Regions from separate parts of the Zea mays genome. Here regions 1 and 2 are each linked to region 3. The links are chromatin contacts, called in public Hi-C maps. All regions are on one chromosome and are shown on one strand. The core of a region is the stretch at or near the end of the contact, and the rest is flanking DNA. Distances in the headings are between cores, read along the strand shown.

Region 1 (2,700 bases), core at 170-2,669, 130 kb before region 3:
GATGGAGACTTGGTGACGACATCAGCTGACAATGTACTTAGCGGAGGCTTGGCCACTACCTCAGCCCAAGTCCTCGACTCTATGAAGTATGAACGGTATAGTCTACTATACAAAACAATGTTTTGCACGATAATATCCACAATCTGCTGGAAACAGTCTAATCCGAAGAACAAAGTAGACATATATATTAGAATTTGTCCTTCCGAATGACGATCAATGAGCACTGACGAAAGTAAATTCCAGCACAAACATATTCATCAAGCATGTGTCATAAAACTGAACTATTATGATATTCAGGGAAAACACTGAACTATTCAAGAACGGATACAACTAGTCAACTGCTAGTACTACGAATGAGTTGAAATTAACTAGACTGTGAGGCTGTTGGTTTGCTCTCACGACGAAACTATGTGAGTTTTTTACTGCCCTAAAAGGAAGATATATCTAAGAATAAGGCCCCAAAACTGAAAACTAAAGGCCTATTTGGCACAGCTCCGGATAATCTAAAAATAACTCCAGGTTTGGTTTATTTTCAAGAGTAGATTTTTTTATAGGAGTTAGTATTTTTTTAACAAATCATTTGGCTTTAGCTTCTCTTGATGCGAGAAAAGGGCAAGATACAGAGTAGGGGAGGAGCCGCTAAGAGTCATTTTTTTTGGCTTCAGCTCCTCAGTACTCTTTGTTAAGAGCTCTTCTTTAGACTGCTTGAAAGGAACCGATTTGGGAGCTCCCAAATAGGGCCTAATTTCTACTTGACATGCTGTTTTCTAGTCTTTCGTCGCCCTTCACGGCCGCCAACAGTTTTATTGAAGTCTAGTGTTTTTTTATGAAGTCAACAGTTTTTATGACACTATTCAGGAACGGATACAACTAGCCAACGGTTTTTATGAAGTCTTGTGTCATAAAATCAATATAGTGTTACAACTCTTTGCAGGCTTGAAGACGACTGGGGGAATGAAAGTTAGGCCAGAGAGAAACCATTCATGGCTGTTGTGTGCTTCAGTCAAAGAAAAGAGGAGAAAAAATTAAGCCATGGACGGGCGACCTGTGACGATGGCAGTGATGTTGCTTGCGTCGACGCCGGCGGTGACCTCCTCGGCGGTGGACGCGGAGCCGAAGCCCGACGGCCCACGTCGCCCCCACGGCCAACCCCAGAGCCCCATCCCTGACGACACTACTTCCCTCGCATGCCAGCAGAAATCTGCCACCGCCTGCTCAAACATCGCATATGTCCATCGCCGCGTGACCTGCGTGCAGCGCCTCCCCTCTTGCTGGTTGGACTTGGATACTCGTAGGGGTAGGGATAGGGATGGATAGGAGGGGCTTCTTTTTTTTTTGGAAAAGACCTAGAGGTGACTGGTGAGCCGTGAGCCGTGAGCCTCGTGTCGCCTGTCGGCGACGTCGACGGATGTTCTGCCGCATCTGAGCCTGGCTTGTCCTCGACGGATGTTCTGCCGCATCTGAGCCTGGCTTGTCCCCACCGGTTAAGCCTATGCTAACCCATACCACACACACGCCGGGTTAGGTTGACGCTGAGGGTCTCTTGGGAGTGAAGTATTTTTACAATTTCTATGGTTTTAGTTAATACAACAGTATTTTATGATATGAGGTGTTTGGTTGTATTTCTGAAAATTATGTTTTCAAATCAATGTTATTCTATATACTATAGTATTTTTAGACTATTGAAAACTCTACTCCAACCTAAAGTTTTCATGACATACCTAGTTTTTGTCTAGTATCATGGTTTACAATATTGTATCCAAACATTGTTTCCCAAAACCATAGTATTTTTGGAACAGTCAAAACTACGGTATTGTCATGATAATTGCAAAGTCTAGTATTGTAAAACCATAGTTTTAAGAAACATCGTTGCCAAACAGGCACCCTCTCGGTCTGCATTTCATTTTGGCACGTTGCTGGTGCCGGCCTACATTGCTTACGGCGCGGACGTGTGCGGATGGAATCATCGGATGCAGATAGATGATCAGACTGACTACAACCCCTAAGACTGTCTCAACGATTTCATACTTCCGTGCCACATCCGCAATATTTTTCCCACTATATTACCTCTCTCCACAACAGTTTTCTCTATATTTTTCCTATACCCCAATCGATGTGGCACACACATCTCATCAAACACCTTGGAGGCGAGGAAGAAGGCCTTCAGCACATCGCGAAGGTGGTTGGTGATGGAGCGGGTGACCTCGATGATGGACGTCTCCTGGAACGTGTCTGTGCCAATGAAGTGCGGGGGCTCCCTGGTCTGCTTGCCTAGGGTCGGCCGCCCTGCCTAGACGTTAATGATCTAAGGCTCCGAGCGAACGGATCCTCGCAATCACTACACCACTGCTACATTAGTTATCCCTCGCAACACACGAGTGACCTCGCCACGAAGTCTTATCCCTAGAAGCGCAATCAAGAACACAAGCAAGAACAGAAAGAACACAATCAAAACTGCATTGATCACGAAGTGGGGTCTCACAAACTTATGAAGGTGATAATGTTCGATGACAGATATGATCTAAGCAAAATCCAAACCCTGATGTGGCAGCAGCTGCTGTTAAAATAGAGGTTAGGGGCATGCACAACCCCTGGAGGTACCCCTAATGGGCTCCAACACAATACACGGCCCACGACCCAACAGACGGTGTCGCAGCACCAAAATAGAATATGAGCGCTGACTTGTTTCGATGATTGTCA
Region 2 (2,700 bases), core at 107-2,606, 220 kb before region 3:
ATATGTTTCTTTGTAAAACTCAACTTCACTAAAACAAATCGTTGTGTCTCTTTGTGATTTTATTCTTTGATTTGCTTTGCCCTTTCCTCTCTAAGTTCTACTTGCACTAATCTTCGTTTACATCCTACATTGTCACTAAAGTTCATCCCGCACTTATATTTGTTAGCAACATATCACAAGTATTGAAATTATACTTACTCCTATCTAATCCCCCGTGTTCTAACATTTAAAGTTATAATTCTCGGATTATATTTTGTTGTTTGAGTTAAAATTTTAGGTTTCACCTATTCACCCCCTGTAGGAGACTTTCAATTAGTATCAGTGCCTGACACTTTATTTTGGGTATAACAACCTGAAGTGGTGTCAAGGGAACAATCCGAGAAGAATAAGACGGTCCTGACGGAGGATGACAAGGAGAAGGACGAAGAGTCCGTCCACTCAGGCTCAAAGAAGTCGCAAAAGACAAAGAGTTCAAGAGAGCCCAAGAAGAAGATTATGATCTCCAATAATGACGACACCTTCACGTCAAGCTCAAGTAGCAAGGAGGAAATCGTTTACACCATGTGACAACATAAATAGAAATTGGTTAAATCTAATATTATCGCATGTCGTTCAATTACAATTGCATTCCTTCAAATACTGCTACCCCTTGACCTAAACAATAAAACAAAAACACAAAGAAAAGATCTATTTTACGAATTATTGAATCCAACTACAAATACCTAATAAATACTACAATATACGATGTCATACTAATTCTATCAGTAAGACAAACTAAGAAATTAAATAAACATTAATAATTAATTTAGAAAAAAAATATATCTGAATTATAATAATATCAACTAAAAAAATTGGTAGACTTTAACATAATCAATATTACGACAAGCAAAAAATCGAGCAAAGCTTTGTCGCTTCAGAGCTCCCTAACCCCCACAACCCTCGCAAAATTTTCTCTAGATTCTGAAGGATCCAAATAACACAAATGAGAGAGGGGAGAGTTTATATAAATGGGGGACCTACCGCCACCCATCGAGTGGCGGTCTCTCTGCCACTCGCCCATGAAGTAGCTAGCTCTCTACCGCTTGGACACTGAGCGACAGATCGTCTGGCGCTATCTTTCCAAGCGACATTAACATGCTTTTGGAAACAAAAATAAATAATTTACAAAATGGTTCTTGCCTCTCTCTCCCATGAGACGGCCGTCGAAAGCCGTAATTTATAGAAGTCGAGATATAGAATTGAAACTTCATTGATTTTAGAATACAAAAATAAAAAAAATACAACAACAGGGTGATGTGCCTCGACAAGAACTAGTCTATGGGCCCAATGAATCTCCGGGACCCTAGCTCCTTTAAGGCCTCATTTGTTTCTGTCTATTCTGCCCGTTAGGAGTGGGTAGAAAACCCGATATCCATTACCAAACCTGAACTTGTACCAGATCTATCTGAACCTGATTTACTTGAACAACCCGAAATTATTATATATTATTTGTGCTATTGATGTTGTAACCTGAAATATAGCTCGGGAACGCCTTTGTCGCGCACTCCGGCCATAGGAAGTCGGCGTAATGGTACTGGTAGTACATGGGTCATGGCGTCTGCAGCTTGGTGCAGGCTAGGGCTCGCCCACACGCTGCCCAACACGGTGTCCACCTTGAACACGGTCAGCCGACAACTCAGCTCTAGCAGGCGCTTGCCCGCCGCCGGTCCCCGCTCACGCCGCCCCACGATGACCACCCACTTCTTCTCTATGCCAGCTAAGCTAGCTAGTGTGCCCCTATCCCTTGAATTAACGACACCCGTTGTAGTGTAGTGATCGAATAAATTGGAATTACCCGAACCACCTGATTTTTTAGGTACCTGAAATTTTAGGTACCCGTTTATTTCTGTACACTTCGGATACCGATTTCTAAAACCTAAAATGTAAAAAACACGAATTATCAGACCTAAAATTTTCGAGTAACCCGAATTCGCACCTCTAGTTCCAGGCCTCTTTTCTGGTGAAAAAAAATCATCCAGTTTGAAATCTGGCCATGTCTCCTCTCCCTTAGAGCTTGTTTGGTTAGCTCTCAATCTATATGGAATGGGTGGTATTAAATCCCAAGCAAGTTAAAGTTTTTCTAAATTTTTTCAAATCACATCAATCTATGTATAATAGGAATAACGGAACAACCCGAATTAAAAACCAAAGCGGTCTTGTTCAAAGTTTCTCATTCCTCCGCCAAATAGGAATCCTAGTCCCTTATAATCCGAATCAAATACTGGGCTGGATTGAGTGGTCCATATTTCCTTGCCTGGAACAATTTCCGGCCTGGAAGCCTTCCTAGGCCGAACGGGGCCTAATTCGTTTTTTTCCTGGCCCGTAGTATTCCGTATATGAGTAGTTTGTTTTGCTCCCATACGGCCTCGGAATGGTGATGATCGCGGCCTCAAAATGTGTAACCTGGACAGCTGTATCACCCGTGACGCAATCATTGTGTATGATGTATGATCACGTAACTTCAAATTTGCAGTCGGTTTTGGTTGCACGTTATATGTTGTGCTCTAAGCCTTTTCAATTTCTTTCCTGACATTAATCTTCATTGCAGATTAGTATGTTACCTACACTTAGCAAGAATAAAGTTTACAAAATTTTCTATTTTTCTTGATTGTTTTTTCCTCATTCATTATATTTATCGTAGTTGGTACCATCGAAGTTGTG
Region 3 (2,700 bases), core at 145-2,644:
AATCTGAAAAGATGAGATTTAATTCCTTTGAACCGAACATGACCTGATTTAGTTTCTTCCATCGTGATTAACGAGAATACAGGTCATACAGACAAAAACCAAAACTCTGGTTACAAATCCAACCAACACCTTTACTTGAACATTGTGTATCGATGATCATAATATCGCTGAAGAGGAGCTAAATGCTCAGCAGGCTACACATTACAACTCCTTAAATTTATTGCGGTAGTGCATTTACATTATCAACTGTGACTGGTGCCTGGCTTCTAAAAGATTCTAATCTTATGGCAAAAGCTGGACAGCTGCAATTTTAGGGATTTTTTCACGGAGCTTCTGAGTCAATGCTACTCGGACAGTCATCACACCAGCAGCTGGGCCTGTAAGCCTAACCTTGACAATAGGCTCCTCGATTGTGACAAACTCGAGCTCGCCACCTCCTGTGCCAGCAAGGTATGGCCTAATCTCGTCAAGTACCTGATACAGGAGAAAACATGTTCAGTTTCTCAATGCTCTTAAAAAATACTGATCCATGAGAAAAATAGAAATTATAAATCTTTGAGGCTAGTTTTCAAAGTAAGCGTTAAGGGCAAGATAGATTTGCTTGTTGGTCACCATATCTTCTTTATTGCTTTGATCTTACAGATACGAAGTGAACTTGGAAAATCACAAAAACTAGGCATTGATGGTCACCATATCAGCACTCAGCAGACAGAATTTCCTATTAATGATAGCATGATTAACATCACTTCCTGTATCACTCGAAAAGGGTGCACGGTGTACCGCTGTAGCACAGGTGATAGCTGAAAGGATGTTACTTCACGTACTGAAGATAAGGATGCAAAATCTAAATTGTTTGCCATAACATAAATATGTCCAAAGGCAGGGGCACAGAAGCTAGTTGTTATGATATAAAAGACAAGTTCGTTCATACAATGGAAATCAACTAAAGAACCCGAGGTTCCAAAAAACAAACAACCAGAAAAACAACACTGCATGAGTGCAACTACACTGAAAAGTCCTGACCTGCTCCTACCAACCAAATAAATGAAGTAAAGCATTCTACCATTGCAATAGAACTCTCCACAATATATATAATAGGTAAAGATGAATAATTTAAGCCTAGCAAACTGGCATAGGAGATGGATCTTAAATGTAAAAATAACTGATAATAACATCATTATGCAGTCAAGACATTGTAGAAATAAATAAGCACAACTCATCAGAAAACTAGGAATTTTATTTACAAAGTATACTACATATTTCAGAAGAATTTGATTTTGTTCAAGGAAAATTCATTCCATTTAATCAAAATCCAACAAAATAAGTCCTGGTTTACTTCAGTAATCCATAAGAATCAAGTGACTTTTACCAATAGAATATTTGGCCAACAATAGAACATTTACCTTTTCAATGTTCTCTTGGTTCAACTCAAGGCCAGTTTCCTCATCAGCAATGGGCTCAACTGCAACAATCTCTGGTATTTTCTCCATCAAGCGCCGTTCAATACCCATCTTCATCGTTGTTACTGAAGCCGGGCATGAACCACATGCTCCTTGCAGCTTTAACCTTACCACGTTCCCATCAATCTCATGCAACGCAACATTGCCTCCGTCTGCCATAAGATACGGCCTTACTTCATCCAACACCATCTCAACATTTTCAGCAGTCAATGGAAGCTCGATCGCAGGGTCTGGATTGGCAACAGCTTGAACCACTGCTAGAGCAGGACACAGTTATAGTTGCAGTTACTCAAACAGTTACATCTTAATAAATTAAGACAGAAAATACAAGCAAACAGTATGAATTGTGGAATGCCCTGATACCTAAACTCAATCACTGCAGGAGATGCTCCAGATTGTACCAAAACAGTTAACTTTCTACTCTTATATGCTTAGATAATAATCATAACACAGCACGAACAATAGGAAACTACGCTCCCAAGACAGAAGGTATCATATATAGGTGCAAGGCATACTCTAGCTTTTGTTTGCACACCATTGATATTTTGCAACTACATATTAGCAGATTCATCATCTTGGAATGTTATCCTTAGAAATGAACCTAAGCAAACAATCACTATGTGGCAATAGATAGCTGGTCTTCAATCCTAACACCTGAACGTGGGATTTGTAATAACACAGTTTTTCTTTCCTTTTAGCAGATGTTGCCACAGTATGATTACAGGATTAAACCATCAACGTTCCACAATATGCGGCAAGATAATTCTTCCTCTACAAAATACCCCAGCAATCCTTGAGGCAGCTCCATATAACACCAATCCAATCCATAAAGCAAGGTAAGCTTGAAAGAGTTTTCTACCGAGCCATAAAATACCTAAACAAAAGATGGAGAGAAAAAGAACCAGGGCTAACAAAGAACTGACCTTGTCGCAGCCGTCGACAGCCCAGGGGCGCGGAGGACGCAACAAGCCTGGGCGCGGAACAAGCCCGCACGGCCGTCGACGCAACCCCCACCTGTGCACCGAATCGAGAACCAATCAGCCGGACCGAGCCAGGCGAGAAAAGGCCCCTCGAGAAAAGCCACAGGGGGTAACGGAACCCTTACCCTGAAGGTGGACGGCGAGGACGATGACGAGGTGGACGCCGATGGGCCAGGCGCCCATGCCACAGCCGCCGCCGCCGTCGTCTGCATCGCTGGAGAAGAGAAGCGCGGTGTGAATTGTTGCCCGCGGTTCTTGGT

Evidence for each region. A called contact is a pair of places that touch in the nucleus more often than the background predicts.
Region 1: a Hi-C map of leaf shows a contact between it and region 3, with 3 times the contacts expected there. The contact joins the promoter of LOC100282710 here to the promoter of LOC103654573 in region 3. A contact is called at or near these places in 6 of 25 Hi-C or Micro-C datasets (ear, leaf and tassel).
Region 2: a Hi-C map of ear shows a contact between it and region 3, with 2.0 times the contacts expected there. The contact joins the enhancer-like site here to the promoter of LOC103654573 in region 3. A contact is called at or near these places in 2 of 25 Hi-C or Micro-C datasets (ear and tassel).

The regions. Positions count from the first base shown.
Region 1 is chr4:213,738,570-213,741,269 of Zm-B73-REFERENCE-NAM-5.0, reverse strand. It overlaps LOC100282710 (retinol dehydrogenase 12), which reads right to left and starts at 1,419. Exons shown (of 8, transcript NM_001155617.2): 1 at 1,046-1,419. The coding sequence starts at 1,223.
Region 2 is chr4:213,833,282-213,835,981 of Zm-B73-REFERENCE-NAM-5.0, reverse strand. No RefSeq gene overlaps it. Among protein-coding and RNA genes, the nearest start is that of LOC100192463, 37 kb to the right of the region's middle. Within about 2 kb of position 1,356, at least 18 of the 20 cell types and tissues checked have an H3K27ac peak or open chromatin away from gene starts, as enhancers often do. A contact at or near this core is called in ear and tassel, where this site is marked.
Region 3 is chr4:213,609,453-213,612,152 of Zm-B73-REFERENCE-NAM-5.0, reverse strand. LOC103654573 reads right to left here and starts at 1,394. Exons shown (of 1, transcript XM_008681418.2): 1 at 481-1,394. The coding sequence starts at 1,220. The coding sequence ends at 702. LOC100282521 (NFU3) reads right to left here. Exons shown (of 4, transcript NM_001155429.2): 1 at 2,566-2,700; 2 at 2,384-2,474; 3 at 1,404-1,714; 4 at 1-474. The coding sequence starts at 2,652. The coding sequence ends at 283.